Regions from separate parts of the Gossypium hirsutum genome. Here region 1 is linked to region 2. The links are chromatin contacts, called in public Hi-C maps. All regions are on one chromosome and are shown on one strand. The core of a region is the stretch at or near the end of the contact, and the rest is flanking DNA. Distances in the headings are between cores, read along the strand shown. Region 1 holds the start of LOC107960583 (putative disease resistance protein At3g14460). Region 2 has its middle 18 kb from the start of LOC107960581.

The links. Hi-C and Micro-C count contacts between places; a contact is called where the count stands out from the background.
Region 1: a Hi-C map of fibers shows a contact between it and region 2, with 2.6 times the contacts expected there. The contact joins the promoter of LOC107960583 here to the enhancer-like site in region 2. A contact is called at or near these places in 7 of 34 Hi-C or Micro-C datasets (anther, fibers, hypocotyl and 3 more).

The regions. Positions count from the first base shown.
Region 1 is chrA05:38,532,832-38,539,185 of Gossypium_hirsutum_v2.1, reverse strand. LOC107960583 (putative disease resistance protein At3g14460) reads right to left here and starts at 2,896. Exons shown (of 2, transcript XM_041111950.1): 1 at 2,106-2,896; 2 at 1,317-2,013. The coding sequence starts at 2,896. The coding sequence ends at 1,317. LOC121203394 (a long non-coding RNA gene) reads right to left here and starts at 1,109. Exons shown (of 5, transcript XR_005926638.1): 1 at 150-1,109; 2 at 1-50. It also overlaps the pseudogene LOC121203384.
Region 2 is chrA05:38,464,243-38,470,527 of Gossypium_hirsutum_v2.1, reverse strand. No RefSeq gene overlaps it. Among protein-coding and RNA genes, the nearest start is that of LOC107960581, 18 kb to the left of the region's middle. Within about 2 kb of position 1,932, at least 3 of the 9 cell types and tissues checked have an H3K27ac peak or open chromatin away from gene starts, as enhancers often do. A contact at or near this core is called in fibers, where this site is marked.

The sequences.
Region 1 (6,354 bases), core at 1,647-4,146, 68 kb before region 2:
ACATTTATGATCCCAAGTTCCATCTACTTATTCATTTCTTAAGTTTCTGTCTGTAGAAAAAAGTACTTTTGTAATGAAAGTAAAGGAATCAAGAAATAAATTAGTGAAGAAAAAGAAAGGATGAGGGTCAATGAAAATGAATGGAATACCTGCGTCAGGACATTTGTTTTCTCAGTCACTGCCCCTTCTATATAATGAGTTGACCGTCAATTCAAATAAAGGGAGGTGGGAAATATTGGGCCAGTCTTTACCTTTCTCCTTTTCACGACGTTCCTTCAGCAATGGACATCTCTTAATGTACAAACGAGAAAGAGAGGGAGGGAACATGTTTGGCGGCATGGAGTGGAGGTTGGGGCAGTGAGATATACAAATTGCAAAAGGAGGTGAGGTGTTGAAACCAGGGATTTAAATTGCGGTCGCGGTCGCGTTTTCGGTCGCATTGCGTTTATCGCGGTTGCGGACATAACGGATGCTATTGCGGTCATTGCAGTCGCGTTTTCGGTCGCAGTGCGTTTATCGCGGTTGCGGACATAACGGATGCTATTGCGGTCATTGCAGGTATCGCGGTCGTGAATTTTACATTACTTATTGTGTACTGCAGGTATAGCGGGTTTCGGCAGTAACGGTTTCGGACGGTGCCGCTACCGCTATATAACGGCCGCTATTTCGGTAACGGACCGCTATTTAAATCCCTGGTTGAAACCCCTTATACTTCAAACTCTTTAGATTTGGAAGATCAGAGATCCTGAGAGATATAAGTGAAGAGGGAAGCAGATGTTCATCTGGAAAACACTCCCATCTCTATTTCTGAATATGGGGAATTTGAGGTTGATGGCATGATTGCGGATCATGGTAGCTAACACAAGATTGTCAGAAGAAATTTGAGCCTGCTGTATGTTAAGAGTGTGTTCAAAAACATTTAAGAGAAATAAAATAAGGTGGGAGTAAACATGGGCAGTAGTTGAAAGCCAAAATGATTCAACTAAAAATCCCTTTACATTTTACAACCAAGTTGAAGCTCATTCACGCAAAGCTGCGATTGGAAATTATCCAATCACCCACATTTATGATCCCAACTTCCCTTAAAAGCATAATAATAATAACCTTCATTACCTTTTGGATTCTAAGATGATCCAATTAATGTCCAAACAAAAAGCCTTCATTTGGATGACTATCAAAACATGTTTCCTTAAGTTCAACATATTTTGCAGATCTAATTCTTTTTAAAATAAAAATAAAAATACATTTGTCATGAAAGTAAAAAATGAATGGAAATACCTGCGCCAGAACATTTATTTTCTCAGTCACTGCCCCTTCTATATGATGACTTGTTCATCAATTACAATGACAGGGATGTGGGAAATGTTGGCCCAATCTTTACCTTTATCCTTTTCACAATGTTCCTTCAGCGAAGGACAATTTTTAATGCACAAACGAGAAAGAGAGGGAGGGAGCATGTTTGGCGGCATGGATTGGAGCTTGGGACAATTGTAGATTGACAAATTGCAAAGAGAGGTGAGGTGTTGAAACCCCTTATACCCTAAACTCTTTAGATTTCGAAGACTAGAGATATCGAGAGATGTAAGAGAAGAGGGAAGCAGATGTTCATCTGGAAAACACTCCATTTCTACTTCTGAATCCCAAATATTTAAAGATGTAAGAGAAGGGAGTGTATGCAAACTCCATTCCCTTTTCCTAATCAAGTTCTCAATTAGTTTATCACTCCATGAGATTCTAATTTCTTTTAATTTGGAGGGCAAACCCTCTTTTGGAACCCTCTCTATTTCTGGACAATCATCTATTTCCAAAACCTCCAGGGATGGAAAGACGGACTGCATTTGCTCTGGCAATGACTTTAAACTTCCGCAACTAAAAAGCCAAAGTCGGGTCAAACTGGTGACAGATAATCCATCTTCAATTTGAAAAGATATCAAATTTTGGCAAAACCGTATATCCAAATAATGGAGATGCTGGTGGTGAGAGCCCTCTGAAGCTGCACTGATAACTTCAAGTCTTCACATCCCCAAATATTAACATGCTTTACCATAGGCAACGATCCTAATGGGAAAGATTCCAAGTTTTCACATGAAAAGATGCTAAATCACTTCAGTGTGATGGGCACCCTAACTTCAGGAAGGGATCTAATTTCTGAACAACCCGACAAACATAACTTTTCAAGAAGTGTGCATCGTTGCAACATTTGTTCCAATACGGAATTATCCATATCCGAGTAATCGATGTCCAACTCCCGAAGCCCACAAGCCAATGGCTCCAACTGCAATGCTTTGCATTTCTGTAACTCAAGTTCCAAAATGCTTGGTGCCGTTGGAAGAAAGCCTCCAAGCTTCTCACAATCTTCAATCTCCAGTTTCTTCAAACAAGGGAGGTGTTTGGGAAGAGACTTAGTTAGTTTTGGACAATCTCTAATGGATAGCTCTTGTAGAAGAGGGAAAGCATCATCACTCCAACAATACCATTCCTCCCACTCGGCCATATTCTTAAAGCTTAGCATTTCAAGAGATTGAAATGGTTTAGTTGAAGCTTGTCCATTCCCGTAGAACTCATCACCAACTATTAACACTCCACTCAAACCGGAAATGGAGAGAGAATTCAAAGATGATAATTGGCCAAACGGCGGTAAGGATATGCAAAATTCACAATCATGTAACCCCAAAGATACTATATTTGAGAAGGAAGAATGCCCCACCCATTCCGGAAATCTCGTACCTTTATAACTTTGAATAACAAGATGCTCCAAATTTGTATGAGGCTCTAGTTGTTCAAGTACTTCTCTATCATGCCTTGAATCACCATCAATATCATCATCTTTACCCCATCTCAACTTCAACTTTTTAAGGTCCACCTTATCCTTCAAATTGGCATCTTTGGCATTCATGGCACTTGCAACATTTTTTAGTCCTGAAATGGAAAGTCTTCCACGTAAATGCTTGAGTTTTCCCAACTCATTAATTCTTGATCAAGTTTGACAGCCTAAAACAAAATCTGTTACTATTTGAAGATCTTTCAACCTACCCATTTCTTCTGGCATCCTTGCTAACTTTGTTCCCTTGATATCAAGATATAGCATGTTGATCAATCTCTCCATGTCTCTCGGCAGCTCATCAAGGTCTCTGCATCCACGCAATTTTAATGCTTGCAAATTATACAATGTACACAAAGAGTTTGGCAACTTTTTAATTTTAGTTCTTGAGAGATTCAAATTTCGTAGATGCTTTAGATTACCAATATCTTCTGGAAAATTCTTGATATTTCTATACTCAGCCAATGAAAGCACTCGTAAGCTTGATTTCACCATCAAATCATGCATTAGCACATCACTGACAAATGAGCAGTACCAGACTGGCTTTGTATTTAAGAAAGTACGCAGACCCTTTGCTTTAGCTAAACTCTGAAATTTTTGTCGCACATCATATTCTTCTTGGACATTAGACAAATGACGGGTCCTTTCGGTTATTACACAAGAACCACCGCCACTACCTTCCAATCTGCAAATGAACTCTCCGGTTACAGATTTAGCCAAGTCACTAATTAGATCATGCATGACAAAACAAGATTTCTTTCCTTTAGATTGTTGAAAGAATGACCTCAATCTTTAATCTTTGAAGTACTTGGTACCCCGTTCTTCCAGATCTCCATTGTCTTTGGGAAGCTCTAAAAGACCTTCAGCCATCCATAATTGAATAAGTTCTTCCTTTTCAAATTCGTAATCTTTAGGGAAAATTGAACAATAAGCAAAACATCGCTTCAAATGCGAAGGAAGATAATGGTAACTCAATGTTAACACTGGAAGAATATTAGTTGCATCATTTGGAATGTCCCAAAAATTGCTATGTAAAATTTTCTTCCACTCATTAGCATCTGGTTTGCAACGCAGAAGGCCTCCAAGAGCTTTTGCAGCCAAAGGGAGACCGCCACATCTTTAACAATTGCTTCCCCGATTGCCATCAGATCTGGATGCTTGGTGGGGCTTGAACCATCAAATGCATGCTTTGCAAATAACTTCCAACAATCATCATCTGATAACACATCTAAACGATAAGTTGGAACGTTCTGTTATGGGGTAAAATAATGATTAGGAAAACGACGTTAATTTCTGTTTGGATTGTTTAGTGAAACGGTGCGTATAGTTTTATTGAAACGGGGCGTTTTGCACAACTGCTGGTGCCACGTCCTCTTTAGCTACTATATTCTTTTAAAGCATAGATTGTGTGGGAAACGGTCATGAAAAATATTGAGCAGTTTCTTTGATCTCTCTCTCTCTCTCATCTTCTCTTCTTAATTCTTCCATCTTCTACGTTTCTCTATTGTATTATCTTTGAGTTCTTATCAAGGGTTTTAGTGCTTCCAAATTTCCAGCTCGAATTTACTGTTGATTCTGATGCTTGTGCGACGGGGGTTGGAGCTGTGTTGCAACAGCAAGGGAGACCAGTGGTATATTTCAGTAAAGCCTTAGGAATTCGGCACCAGGCTTTATCAATTTATGAGAAAGAAATGTTGGCTGTTTTGTTAGCCGTGAGAAAATGGCATGCTTACTTGGTAGGACGGCATTTCAAGATACGTACGGATCATCAGAGTCTACGATTTCTGTCGAATCAAGTGGCTGTCACTCATTTTCAGCAACGTTGGGTGGCTAAGATGCTGGGCTACGACTTTGAGGTTTCATACAGGATGGGAATTAATAATGGAGCCGCTGATGCACTATCTAGACAACCTCAACGAGACCAGGGCCAACTCTTTCAGTTGTCAACGAGTTCTGTTATCTCGGACTTGTTAGTTCAAGTGCAACGTTCATATGAGGCTGATGATAAGCTTAAAAGAATAATGCAAGAGGTTCAACATTCAGGCACTCCACCAAAAATTTTCATGGGATGGCCGCTTTTTGCGCAGGCGAGGGAAAATTATTGTTGGAAAGGACTGTCAGCTTCGACATGAATTGTTTAAGCACTTCCATGCGAGTGCTGTAGGCGGACACTCAGGAATACATGCCACTAGGAAGCATTTAACTGGGTTGTTATATTGGAAAGGTCTTACCACTAATGTTAAACAATGGATTCGAGAATGCCTAGTTTGTCAGCGCTGCAAGGGTGAAACAGTAGCTTATCCGGGACTTTTACAGCCGTTACCAGTTCCCGACCGAGCATGGTCTGTCATTAGTTTAGACTTTATTGAGGGCTTACCGAATTCGAACAGGAAAAATTCTATATTAGTGGTGGTAGATCATCTGACTAAATATGGACATTTTGTGGCTCTATCACATCCCTATACAGCAAAGGAAGTGGCTCAAGAATTCCTCAACAATGTCTATAAGCTTCATGGTATGCCCGACGCCATCATCTCCGATAGGGACAAAATTTTTGTTAGCACCTTCTGGCAGGAGTTATTTCGACAGGTGGGAACCAAACTCTTATTGTCCACGGCCTACCACCCTCAAACAGATGGTCAGACGGAGGTCTTGAATAGGTGCCTCGAAAATTACTTATGATGTATGACTGGTGAAACACCCTCGCAGTGGTCTCAGTGGCTTCCTCTTGCTGAATGGTGGTACAATTCTTCTTTTCATTCTTCTATCCAACTTACTCCATATGAAGCACTTTACGGCCAACCACCCCCCACCCATATGCCTTACTTAGCTGGGGTCTCATTCGTAGCTGTAGTAGACCGCAGTCTGCAGGCAAATGAGGCTGCCAGGAAGTTGTTGCATTTCCATTTGAAGAGGGCTTGTGCTCGTATGAAGCATTTTGCTGACAGACTTCGCTCAGAAAGGAGTTTCAGTGTTGGTGATCTCGTGTACTTACGCCTACAACCTTACAGACAGCAAACAGTGCGCAAGGTGCTTAATCAGAAATTATCCCCCAAGTATTTTGGACCTTTTTCGGTGCTCAAGAAAGTAGGAGCTGTAGCTTACACTCTACAGTTACCTCCGGGTTCTCGCATACACCCTACCTTCCATGTGTCGCAATTGAAGAAACATATCGGTTCTAAGCCAGCTCAAACTCAGCTACCTTTACATGATCATCATGGCGCCATGCAAAAGGAACCTGTGCGGATTGTGGACAGAAGGATTGTAAAAAAGGGTAATCAAGCAGTGACAGAGGTCTTAGTGGAATGGGTCGACTCTTTTCCAGAAGACGCTACATGGGAGTCTCTGTCCATGCTACAGACAAAGTTTCCTCAATTCCATCCTTGAGGACAAGGATTTCCTCTTGGTGGCGGTATTTGTTATGGGGTAAAATAATGATTAGGAAAACGACGTTAATTTCTGTTTGGATTGTTTAGTGAAACGGTGCGTATAGTTTTATTGAAACGGGGCATTTTGCACAACTGCTGGTGCCA
Region 2 (6,285 bases), core at 683-3,182:
TAAGTAAAAATTTAGATTATTAGCAAAAATTTCTTTCTTAACCAATTTGATAAAACCTCGAAATTCTTAATTTAATTTATTTTTGAAAAATGTGATTTGTTTTTGGAAAAAAAAATCATAATTTTGCAAAACTAGAGAGTATCACAGAAATTATGTCGAAGTAATTTAAAACAAAAGATAAAAATAAAATTCAACCTCTAAAATAGTCCAAAAATTATCAAAACGGAATAAATCAACTTTTTTAATTAATACTAAATTAAATCGTAAAACTGAGCTCCCGTCACACTGACCCGTTTTAAGTCTGGCGATTACCTGAAAGTAAGAGACAAACAGAGAATGAGTTTCGAAATTTAGTGTGTAAAATATCATAAAATCAACAGAAATAATTTCAGACATATCTCAAATACAAAAACAATGTCAGAACATATCAGATGAAGATTTATATTCCTACCCCCATCTTCTACACACCATCTCCAACCATCCCTACACACCATATAAGGTATTAAATACACATCCAGCCCTACACACCACTTAGTGTCAGCATGTCACTTTTCAAAATATTTGAAGCTTAGTTGCCAGATCAATAGACGAATTATCGCCAAATACAGATATACACATGGTTAAGCCACCAAAATTGGCAAGTAATTATACTGCCCACACTTCCTCCATAACACATATCACACTCCAATTAGAGGTCAGTATTCGATCGAGTCGAATCGAATCAAGTCAAAAAATTTCAAGTTAGTTGAGTTGAAGAATCCTATTTTAGCAACCGAATTTAATTTGAATTTTTTCAAATTGAATCAAATCGAGTCAAAAAATTTTGAGTCAAGTCAAGTTGAGTTAACGAATCCTATTATTTATACTCAATGTTGCATTTACATGGACCAATTATTTAACTAGTAGATTAAATACAAAATTATTTAACTACATAAACAATATAATAATTTTTCCTTTTAATTTAATAGGTAAACATTTATCAAAACGATGTGATTTTGCCTTTTTTTTATCCGGATTTTTGGATAATACGAATTGTGTAATTCATATTCGAGTTAAACCGAAAAACTTGATTTTTTTTATTTGAGTTGATCCGAATAACTCAATTAACTCAAATAACTCGAACTATTTAATTCAAAATTTGAACTTTTTTATCAGATTTTTTAATCGAATTGGATTTTGCTCACCCCTAACCCCAATGCACATACAAAAATAACATATGTCAAAATTTATATATCATACATGTTCATATAACAGATGCAAATCATGCTTGATGAATAATAGATCAGACAAATTGTTTAACAAATCATACATATTGTATCACACAACATATTAATTACACTTCCTTTACACCTATTTATATTAAGTTTTATGCTAACATATTAACAGAAATCATGTTTTATAGCTTAATTTATAACATATGAACCCTACAGAAGGCTTACATTCGATCCGAACGACGTTTACAATCTTAAGAAAAAATTTTAAATTTTGGGCTCACATGGCCCAATTGGCTCAGACTATGTAAGACACACGATCCAACACACAGCTACGTGGAGTCGACAATTCAAAATTTTGACTTTTGTGATTCACTGTTTTTTCAAGTTTTTGTTACACACCTGATCCAATTTTGATAAGGAATCAACTACGAAATTTTCAGTACATAAAAAAATCATACAAATGATCTATTTTAGCATTGAATCACCAATATCCAATAATTCTTCCAATCACAACCGGTGGTAGTACACCTTAACAAACCGAAGTTAAGCCTTCTAATGCTCAGCCACTTACCCGAACAGACACGGCAGTCCTAGCACCAGTAAATTGTAGAAGGAAAATTCTGGCCTTCTTAATTAACGACTAAGAACGAAAGATTCACGAGGTTAGCTCATGCTCCAAAAGAATAATTAAGCCATTAATCAAAAGCCCTTACAAAAATCTACAGAAAAACACTTACTCACGAATACCCGGAAAAATAAAATCGTAAAAGAGAGTAGAAGATGACCCACACCAAAACGCTAGAACGCAGTTGGGAGCAATGAAACAAGAATCAAGAAAAATTGAAGAAGATAGCAAGAAACGAAAGAACAAACAAAAGGGAAAGAAAAAATAGAAACAGAACCTGAAGAAAAACAAAATGGGGATACGTGGGGAAAAACGTGAGAAATAGGAGCAGATTTTTGAAATAAAAAAATATCTTTAATATAATTATACTATTATTAATTTAAAGTAAAACAAAACCTTAAACCAATTAATCCCTTGATAACTTATCATCTTTTTCAAGAATTTTAATTCAATTCGACCTTCAAGGACTAATAAAAATAATGTCAATTTTTCTCACATAGAGACTTAAACACAGGATTAAAGATTAAGCTAACACCTTATCATTGAACCAACGGGCTCATCCTAACACAAATTGACCGAAAATAATATTTAAACCCAACGAACAGAAATAGGTCTAAGAACAAAAATAATTGAATTTTCCCAAAAAGTGTAACTTAAACCTAAGACCTCAAACACGCAATCAATGCACTTAACCATTAAAACAAATACTAGTTTATTATAAAATTTAACAAATCAGAAATTATAGTTTTGGGGCATTACATTGTTATTTGATCCAATCTTTACAAATTATTAACACTATTGTTGATATTGCATCATTTTATATTTGTATAATGCACCCAGAAATCATTATAATAATAAATTGATATATTTATTTCTTTAAATGTACTTGATTGAATCAAAATTAAAGTTTTATATATATATTTGAACTATAATAAAAGTTTTATATGTATAAATACACCAAATTAAAATTCATGTATCAAATCACACATTAAATCAAAGTTTATACCTAATTTTGATATTTATCCTTTTAAATTTTATGGATCAGGGCCCTTTATCCAAGACAATTGAATCAACTATCAGCAACACCAATCCCTCAAGGCCCAAACCATAAAAATATATATATATATGATCACATGGATTGTGCAGTCCAGATTAATTTCATCCATAAAATATGTTTTTTATATATTGAAATAAAATGCTTTGATTATTTTAATTTGATGAAATCAACTTGTTTTAAATAAGAAAAATGTTAACACTTTAATGATATTAGTATTTTAATAATTTTTAATTTAATTTTATTATTATCTATTATTTATGAAAAGGATAAATTAAAATTTTTACACAAAATAAATATTTTTTCTTTCCATAATTTATTCAAATAAAAAATATTAAAATTCCTTCCCTTTATTAATTTTAATTATCCAAATAAAAAAATAAATATATCCTTTCTTTTTTTATAAGGTTCTTTTCTCTTAATAATATTTATCAAATATAGGGTAAACTAAAAGATTGAAAGGTTAAAGCAAGGGAAAGATTAGAAAATATTTTATTTGGATTGTTAAAATTAATAATAAAAAATAATAACCTTTTTGAAAAGATTTATTATAAAATTTTTTATAATTATAACTTTTTCATGAGATAAATCATTAAAAATTTGAAAAAAAATTTACATCTCTTAATTTTTAGGTAAATTACAAAAATAATCACTCAACTATGTCTTTAGTTCTATTTTGATTACTCAATTATTAATTTTTTCAATTTAATTACTCCATTTTCCGAAATCAAATATTTTAGCCATCTTCCAGTTATTTGTGGTTAAATAAAAAGCTGATGTGGGTAATTTTTATTTAGTACTTTAATATTTACACATTTTATCAATTTAACCCTAAATCTTAAAAACTAAATAAATTTAATCTCATTGTTTATAAAATTTATTAATTTAGTTCTAATTCTAAAAATTTCAAAAAAAAAACAGAGTAAAAAATCATATATGATTTATTTCCTGAAGTGAAAACTGTAAAAAAAAAGTTGAATCGATACATAAACAATAGTATTCCCTCTCATATATTCATCCATCTCTTCATCTCACAATTCTAACACATTTAAAATCAGCGCTACCCTTTATTCTTTCTTATTATTATAAGTCTTTGTTGATGATGATGACTAACTTCTACATGGAGAATAACTGGATTTGTCTTTTGCAACGACTTACTGGTGGTATCGAAAACCCAGAATTCAATTTGGGTCCTTGAAGTTTTCAACATGAAGAGGATTTTATGAGTTTCTCTCTCATATGAATTATTTTAAATATTTTTATTTTTTTAAAACTTTTGATTTAGAATTAAATTGACAAATTTTAAAAATGTTGAGGGCTAAATTTGTTGAACTTTTTAGATTTAGAGCTAAAAATGATAATTTTTGTAAACATTAAGGTCTTAATTTGTAGAACTTTTAAATTAAGGATCAAATTGATAGAATGTATAAAATATTTGAGGGCTAAATTTGTTATTAGGCTAATAAAAAATGCCTAATGGCAACAAATGAGAGAGTGGTTAAAATTTTTGATTTTGAAAAGTTGAGTGGCTAAATAGAAAAAAAAATAAAATTTAGTGACCAAAATAGAATTAAAAGCATAGTTGGATGTGTTTTTTTTTTAATTTACTTTCTTTTTTTACTTGTGTTTTTCAAAATTTCCCCAAGTAACCATATATTAGGGTAAATAATTATAAAGGAAAGGCAAGGAAAGGAAAAGAAAGGCAAGGAAAGGAAAAGAAGGGATAGTTAAAGAAATAAAATGATATATGTTTTGGATAGTTAAAATTCATAAAGCAAAGGAAAGTGAATGATTTTTTATGGAAAGTTAAGGAAATGATCATTTATAATAATTTTTCTTAATTATATCCTTCATATAAAATAATTTATTTAGAGTTAATAGGATAAAAATGATATTTTGCATCTTAAAGGAAAAATCACTTTTCTTTCCCCAGCTTTTCTCGAAATTGAGGTAGGGATTGTTTCACTGCAAAAGAAATATGGTCTAAGCTCATACCAGTGGAAAAACAAGACAGCTTCTTCCCAGGTAAGCTTCAAGATTAGAGGGAATCCAATTTGGGAAATTGTTACAACTTCTCTTTAAAGGGAGTGGAATGGCGGTGTTTCTTTGGCATAGTTCTGTGGCGTATTTGGAAGAACAAGAATCTATTCATTTTTCAAGCAGATCAATGGAGTGTTGATGATATTATTAAAGAATCGTACAATGGACCTTACAATGGAACTCTTCCCTCAAGGCTTCTCATCCCTTGAGACAAAATACTAAAATGTTTGCTAATGAAGAAGGTTATTGGATTTATCTTAATTCTGATGGTGTTGTGAAGTTGAATTCTGAAATGGCCGCTTCTGGAGGTGTACTAAGAGATCAACATGGGGGTTGACTTGGGTTTAACAGGAGCTTGGGGGCACTATTCAGTCTTCAACGCTAAATTATGGGGTGTTTTTGACGGAATGATGATTATACAGAGTTAAAACTATGATGGAGTGGTGATCATATTAGATAGCCAAGAAGCGCTTAAGACTATTGATGACTCCTTTTCAGAAAATTTTTCTTTCGCGCTTATCAGGCGCATTTAACAACTTTTGATAAATATTGGTCATTGGAAGTTTGAACATATTCCTCATGAAGAAAATGCTGAAGCAAATCGTATTGCTAAGTTGGCTTTTGACAAAAATGAGAGATTTCATTTAATCGAGGACATTCTTCTAGATTGGATTAAATTAATGTAGTTTTTATCACCAAAAAAAAAGAAAAGGAAAGTGACGGATATTTAACTCCCTTACTTTTCTTTCCTTTCTCTTGTTTTTATTCAATTCAAACGTAGGTAGCATTTGGTGTTTTCCTATATTATGATTTCAATAGACTGTGATTGCTGGGAATATGATCACTAGGAAAATTACTTTACAATTTTTGATATACATTGAAAAATATTGATTAAAATCTTAAGAAAGTTACATTGTTACTTTTGTTTCACTAAATACTTTCCTAGAAATGTAATGGTAATTTACAAATTTACCCTTATTAAATAAAATGTAATATTCATGTATTTAATTTTTATAATAAACTTTATTTTTAAAAATATTTGAATTAAATATTTAATAATAAAATTTAATCATTAATTCTTAAATTATTTTTTAAATTTATAATTTTAATTTAAAGTAAAATTATTTTAAATTTTATCTTGCATATATTTTCTAAATATAATAATACATATATAAAATTATGAATATATAAAACTTATTTTAGAATAAATGAAAAAAAAGACTTGAAACCACATTTGATTTTAGCTAAAAGCTAACCTATAGAAATATAAAAAAAAGTTGATTCCAAATATTGCTCTAAGCAAAACTACAAATAATTAAATCATAAAAATATAAAATTATAAACGGTAAAGT